Linked DNA regions of Capra hircus: region 2 is linked to region 1. A link is a contact called in public Hi-C data. All regions are on one chromosome and are shown on one strand. The core of a region is the stretch at or near the end of the contact, and the rest is flanking DNA. Distances in the headings are between cores, read along the strand shown.

Region 1 (3,636 bases), core at 277-2,776:
CCCTGCAGATTTCTTCTGTAGAAGATGCTAAGGGGTGAGTGCTTCAAGCAAACGAACATCACGGGCCCCTTGTTCCTCAAATGCTTGCCTTATCTTGGGGTCTTCACCTCCAGCTTCTGCAAAAGGGTTGTAAGGGAGGCAGAGCTTCCTGATCCCTTTCTGCCCAAATGTTACAGGATGACATGTCAGGGAAACAGTACTTCTGTTGTCATCACCAGAAGGACCAGGATACAAGCTGCATTATTTGTTTTCTTACAGAAACCCTCTCTTACCCCTGCCCGGGAGTAAGATATTTCTCTCTCTGACCACCCATCACCCCCCCACAAACATACCCTTATTCTATGTCATCGTATCAGTCTCAATATTTCTGGGGATGGGAAGAAGTCCAATGACCCTATTTTTATCAAGAGAAGAATATTCCAGGGATTCATTCATTCACTTACAAATATTTATTGAGCACCTATTAAGTCTGGGCACTGTTCAAAGCACTGAGGTTGCAGAAGTGATCAAGACAAACTTCTCATCAGCTCATTTCCAGACTAATGGGAGAGACAGATGATAAAGAGAAATACATTCACAGATTTTCATATATTAGTGAGCTCTACAGAAACGAAACAAGGGTAAGAGGATGGAAGGCGCTGCAGGTACATGGTCCTCCCTTATCCGGGTTTTTAATGGAATTCACTTTCTTTGCTTTACTCTCCCTAGGGGAGATAAGAGTGAGGGTCTATGTATCTCCTCCTCTGGTCTCCTCAACCCATTTTGGCAGTTCAAGCCTCACAGGGCATAATCTTGGGATTTGAAGGGGTATGGCAGAGCCAGCCCCTCACTCAGAATTTGCTCAAGGGGCCGGTTATAAGTTAAGTGAGAAATGGAAACAGGTACTGAGAAAGTCTATCATCTTTCGTGGGTGTAATGATACTTCTCCTCTCCAAATTTAATTCTTCCTTTTTTCATCTTGCACACACACTCACTGAATTCCTAACTATTCATACAACTTTTTTGAGCCCTCTGTGTACCAGGCACTGTTCTAGGCGACCGAAACAGAGAGATAGGGAACATTCTCTGCCCGCAGGAGTCCTTGCTGTACAAAGCTGCTAAACAACCTCTTTTCATCTTTCCTTTCAACTTCGCTTTGAGATTCACCTCTGTTTGACTCATGCAGCTCCAAAGGGGTAGATGTGAACGTTCCCATTTCACGGATGCGAAAACCATGACTGCTGAGGAAAAAAATGAAGTGCTTTGCGGCTACTAAACACTGGGACGCCACTGCGCCACGTGCAGCGGCGCATTTAGCCCATCCATATCCCACCCGCGCACGCACCCTCCTCTGCTCCCTCCCAGTCGCCGCCGCGCCGGGTCCACGTGTGTGTGTCTGTGTGCGGAATGGGGATGGGGGCGGTGCCGCGGGAGGGGTGGGGTCCCGGCCAACGTCACAAGCAGTGCCGCCCAATCAGCGGCGGGCTCGCGGCCCCGGCGCTGGTATTGGGGCAGCGAGGGGGCAGTTCTCTATAACGCGGTCTCCGGGAGCCAGCGGGGAAGAAAGAAGCCGAGCGGGCGGAAGGCGCCCTCCCCGCCGCCTGGGCCCCGGCACCGGGTGCCGGGCCCGGGGTCCTTCCCGCCTCCTGCGGCCGCCGGCCGCTTTGTTTCCCCAGCCTCTGCGCTCCGGGCAACTCAAGAGGGGCTCCCGCCGAGGCTGCACAGGGCTCGCGGCGGCAGGAAGGGCGGCCGACCGCGCCGGGACTCACAGGGACCCAGGAGTCCGGCCGCCGAGAGGGCCGCGTGACGAGATCGAAGAGGGACCCGGAGCTCTGTGGCCCACGGGTGCGGGCCGGGGGCGCTCGCGAGCAGAGACCTCCCCGTCGAGGGGGGGCGATGTTCCCCTCGCCCGTGGGCTCTTCGGGCAGTCAGGGCATCCCGCCGCTGGGACCAGGGCCCCCTCAGTGGGCAACCCCCCGGAAAGTTCCATGGAGACTCTGTGCCCCGCTCCCCGCCTCGCAGTGCCGGGGTCCCCGCGAGGGTCACCCTGCTCCCCCACACCCCGGAAGCCGCGTCGGGGGACCCAGGAGTTCTCTCCTCTGTGCCTGCGTGCCCTTGCCTTCTGCGCCCTTGCCAAACCCCGGGCGTCCTCTCTGGGCCTGGGGCCTGGGGAGCTGGCGCCGCGGGCTCCGGTGCTGCTGGGCCCTTGCGCCCCGCTGTGCGCCGGCGGCAGGGCCCCGGATGGCCTGAAGCACCTCGCGGGACAGGCCGGGCGGTCCAGCGATCCCAACTCCCCGGCCCGCCAGGATGCCGACGCCGCAGTGTGCCGGGGCCGCGGCGAGGAGGAAGAGGGCGGAGGCAGTTTCCCGCACTTCAGCGCTCGCTCCGGCGTACCTCCCGGCCACTGCCCGGCGCCCCGGCGCCCTCGGGAATCTCCGACCAGCTCCGTCTCGGCTCCGCCTAGGCCAGCCCTGGCTCTCGACTCTCAGCCTGGCCCCGCCGCTAGCCCGCATCAGGAGCCAGGTTCTCGGCCTCCGCCGCCACCTGCGGGCCTCTCCTCTGAGCCCATGGGGCCTGGGGCCGCGCCGGAACCGCCCCCGCCGAACCAGACAGCCGCAGTCGATGGAAACCCTCCGAAGGTCGCCCCCGAGGCACCGGCCTCCAGCCCCTCGACGGCCAGCGAAGCTCCGGCCGCGCCCGGCGATCTCCGCCAGGAACATTTCAATCGTCTGATCCGCCGCTCGAAACTGTGGTGTTACGCGAAGGGTTTCGCCCTCGACACTCCGAGTTTGCGCCGGGGGCCCGAGCGGCCCCCAGCTAAAGGGCCCGCCCGAGGAGCCGCCAAGAAACGCCGGCGGCCGGCGCCCCCTCAACGCAGCGCGCAGCCCCGCCGACCTACCCCGACGCTCCCCACCACGAGCACCTTCAATCTCCTCGACTGCTTCCCCTGCCCCCCGGCCCTGGTGGTGGGGGAGGACGGAGACTTAGGGCCGGCATCCTCGCTTCGCCTTCACGGAGACGCTAAGCCCCCGCCTGCCCACCCCCTGTGGAGGTGGCAGATAGGGGGTCCCGCTGTCCCTGAGCCCCCTGGCCTCAAATTCTGGGGAATCAACTTGGAGCAGCCCTGAGCGTGAGACCTGTTCTGCCAAGGGGGGAAAAGGGGGGGCCACAGCCAGACTGCGGGCTCGAGAATAGAGCCTCATTTCTCACCTTTGCCTGTCCTCTTTAGGTTTTATGGGCTGTGGTCAGAAGGACCTCAAATGACAGTGATCTTCAAGCACCTAACTGGTTGCAGTGACACCCCCTCCCCCTCATCCTTTGGAGAAGAACCAAGGCCTGGAGTCGGGAGAAGGCTTAACCGAAAAAGGCTTAAAGACGTAGATTCCAATCCCTCCCCTCTTCCATCTCGGATCTCTGGGGGCAGGGCCTTCACCCCAGGGGGAGTCGAGAAGGCTACAACTCAAAAGAGGAGGAAAAAAAAAGAGGGAGAGAGACCTTGGTGATGGACAAACCGGTTGTTTCTGTGGGCGAGCCTGGGGATGGGTGGGGGCTGTAGTGGGGGTGGGGAGGTGATTGGCAGCTCCCTGGGGGCATCCTCAACCCCCACCATCCAGGCCTTTAACCCTTCACTCCCCTCAGGCCTTCCCTAGCCTCCAA
Region 2 (3,310 bases), core at 605-3,104, 52 kb before region 1:
CCTGTTGGCTCCTCTGGAGAACATGCCAGAAATAGAAAGGGACCCAGAGCACTGTGTGGATGGCCAGGGGTGGCTTGATGATGTGGGCATCTCTGGATCCCTTCCCACCTGCTGGTCAGGAGTGCAGTTCAGTTCAGTTTAGTCGCTCAGTCGTGTCTGACTCTGTGATCCCATGAACTGCAGCCCGCCAGGCCTCCCTGTCCATCACCAACTCCCACAGTTCACCTAAACTCATGTCCATCGAGTCGGTAATGCCATCCAGCCATCTCCTCCTCTGTTGTCCCCTTCTCCTCCTGCCCCCAATCCCTCCCAGCATCAGAGTCTTTTCCAATGAGTCAACTCTTCCCATGAGGTGGCCAGAGTATTGGAGTTTCAGCTTTAGCATCAGTCCTTCCAAAGAATACCCAGGACTGATCTCCTTTAGAATGGACTGGTTGGATCTCCTTGCAGTCCAAGGGACTCTCAAGAGTCTTCTCCAATACCACAGTTCAAAAGCATCAATTCTTTGGCGCTCAGCTTTCTTCACAGTCCAACTTTCACATCCATACACGATCACTGGAAAAACCATAGCCTTGACTAGACAGACCTTTGTTAGCAAAGTAATGTCTCTGCTTTTCAATATGCTATCTAGGTTGGTCATAACTTTCCTTCCAAGGAGTAAGCGTCTTTTAATTTCATGGCTGCAATCACCATCTGCAGTGATTTTGGAGCCCCCAAAATAAAGTGTGACACTGTTTCCACTGTTTCTCCATCTATTTCCCATGAAGTGATGGGACCAGATGCCATGATCTTCGTTTTCTGAATGTTGAGCTTTAAGCCAACTTTTTCACTCTCCTCTTTCACTTTCATCAAGAGGCTCTTTAGTTCTTCTTCACTTTCTGTCATAAGGGTGGTGTCATCTGCATATCTGAGGTTATTGATATTTCTCCCGGCAATCTTGATTCCAGCTTGTGCTTCTTCCAGCCTAGCGTTTCTCATGATGTACTCTGCATAAAAGTTAAATAAGCAGGGTGACAATGTACAGGTCAGGAGTTATGTTGAGACAACTCTGAGAGGAAGTCAGATGCACCGGGTGACCTCAGAGGGATGAGGGATCACCTGCCCAGAGCCTCTTTGCCGAATGGCTGGCGCCTTGAGCCATCTGCCCTTGTCTCCTCCAGGTTGAGGTTCTCTATGAGGACGAGCCACTGAAGGAATACTATACCCTCATGGACATCGCCTACATCTACCCCTGGCGGCGGGTGAGTGGGTGGGGTGGTATGAGACGGGACAGGGCTGGAGGGACCCTGAGCCATTACGTGGGCCACGCTGCTCTAATCAGAGACAGTTCATCCCTCGTCTCATGGGCTGGGCATGTCCAGGGTGGCCTTCCAGACCATCTCTCACTGATGACCTTCCATACTCAGGAGGAAAAAAGGATCCTTGGGCAGACCACGTGCAAATTTGGGTGGCCGCAGAGGAGTAAACTTTGCCTTCTGCTCTCCGGCCTCCCTCTGCCTTTTTTCTCTGTCTCTGGTCTTACCCATGCTCTCTTCCTCTCCTGCCTTGCTTAGTCCCACCTGTGTGTCTCGTCCTGCCTTTCTCCCTGTTGGGTGCTATGGGTGAAGGTGGGTGGCTGCCCCATTAGCCTCTTTCTCCTGACACCGTCCCCTCCCCTTCTCCCTGCAGAATGGCCCTCTCCCCCTCAAGTATCGCGTCCAGCCAGCCTGCAAGCGACTCACCTTGCCCACAGCACCCACCCCCTCCGAGGGCACCAATACCAGCGGGGCATCCGAGTGTGAGTCAGTCAGTGACAAGGCTCCCAGCCCTGCCACCCTGCCGGCCACCTCCTCTTCCCTACCCAGCCCAGCCACCCCCTCCCATGGCTCTCCCAGCTCTCATGGCCCCTCGGCCCCCCACCCCACCTCCCCCACTCCCCCTGTGACAGCCGGTGGGGCCACTGCCGCTGCCAACGGGGGCGCCTCAAACTGCCTGCAGACACCATCCTCCACCAGCAGGGGGCGCAAGATGACTGTCAACGGAGCTCCTGTGCCCCCCTTAACTTGAGGAAAGGGACCCTCTCCCTCCTTTTCCAGCCATGCCTCTCCACCCCTCCACTTTTTCTGGGCCCCGTTTTTCCACCTCTTCTATTTTCCCCAGCTCCTCCCACCTTAGGGGTGGGGGATGGGTTTTATAAATAAATCTATATATATATGTACATAGGAAAAACCAAATTATACATACTTATTTTTTATGGACCAACCAGATTAATTTAAATGCCACAGGAAACAAACTTTATGTGTGTGTGTATGTGTGGGGGATGGGGTGTTCATTTTTAGGGGGTCTTGTGGAATTCTCTCTGCTCTTTTTGGGAGTGCCTAGAGGTGGAATTGGAGGGGCCACTTGAGGCCCAGTAGCACTCTGCGCATCCTCCTCCTGTTTCCCAAGACATATGGGGTGCTGAGGGGCCCCACCAAGCCCCAAAACTTTAGGCACAACTCTAATTGGCTGTGTATGGGGTCCACTCTGTTTCTTTCCCCCTCTTGGCTGCTGTCCTACCCTTACCCTGATCAGTGCCCTCCCCCCACCATTGTTGAATGTTCAGAGAATTGCAAAGACAGTGCCTTTTACAAATGCAGCCTATCGCCTGGTTTTGAGGAGCAAGTGGGCAGTGGAGAGGGCATCTCCCTTACCTCCTCCTCGTGCAGTGGGAACTTTGTATAAAGAATAGATAGTTTTGCCTCCCCCCTCCCCTTGCCCCCAACGCCCCCATGTGTGTGGCCTTTGCATCATTTATCTTGTGAAAAAGAAGATTCAGGCCACAGGAGGCCTCAGCCCTTGAACTTCCCCTGTGGTGTTAACATCGTGAACTGCTTTATTCCTTCTCCCCCACCGCCACCCAGAAGGCCGCACTAGCAAGGCTGCTGGGGCAGTCTCTTTGGGGGCTGGAGTGGAGAGGTGGAGGCAGGGTGACCTCAGATAAGCACAGACCCCAGATTTGGCCAAAGGCAAGCAGTTCTCCAGTCCCCTCCCCACCCGCAGCTGAGGCCAAGTCAGGAAAGAGCAACAGAGATATCTGAAAGCACAAGAAGACAGAGCCTGTAAGGTCTGACCTCAGCTCCATCCTGAGGAGTCCAGTGGTCCACCCCCGAGGGATAGATCCCAGGAGACCCCTGCCCACCTGTTTTTCCTCCCATGTACAAAGATCGGACTGGGGAGGGGAGGAGGCAGCACTCTATCACAACTACATGTTTGGGGCCGGGCATCCCCCAGTGGGTTTGTCTGTGTTCGCACCTTGTCCTGTGTCTGAGGTGCTGTGGCTGTGCCCTTC

The links. Hi-C and Micro-C count contacts between places; a contact is called where the count stands out from the background.
Region 2: a Hi-C map of blood shows a contact between it and region 1, with 6 times the contacts expected there. The contact joins the enhancer-like site here to the promoter of C19H17orf96 in region 1. A contact is called at or near these places in 2 of 5 Hi-C or Micro-C datasets (both in blood).

The regions. Positions count from the first base shown.
Region 1 is chr19:38,932,235-38,935,870 of ARS1.2, reverse strand. C19H17orf96 reads left to right here and starts at 1,526. Exons shown (of 1, transcript XM_018064974.1): 1 at 1,526-3,636. The coding sequence starts at 1,968. The coding sequence ends at 3,107.
Region 2 is chr19:38,985,190-38,988,499 of ARS1.2, reverse strand. It overlaps PCGF2 (polycomb group RING finger protein 2), which reads left to right. Exons shown (of 10, transcript XM_018064982.1): 9 at 1,161-1,241; 10 at 1,669-3,310. The coding sequence ends at 2,046. Among named protein-coding and RNA genes, the nearest start is that of CISD3, 5.3 kb to the right of the region's middle. Within about 2 kb of position 1,854, at least 1 of the 5 cell types and tissues checked has an H3K27ac peak or open chromatin away from gene starts, as enhancers often do.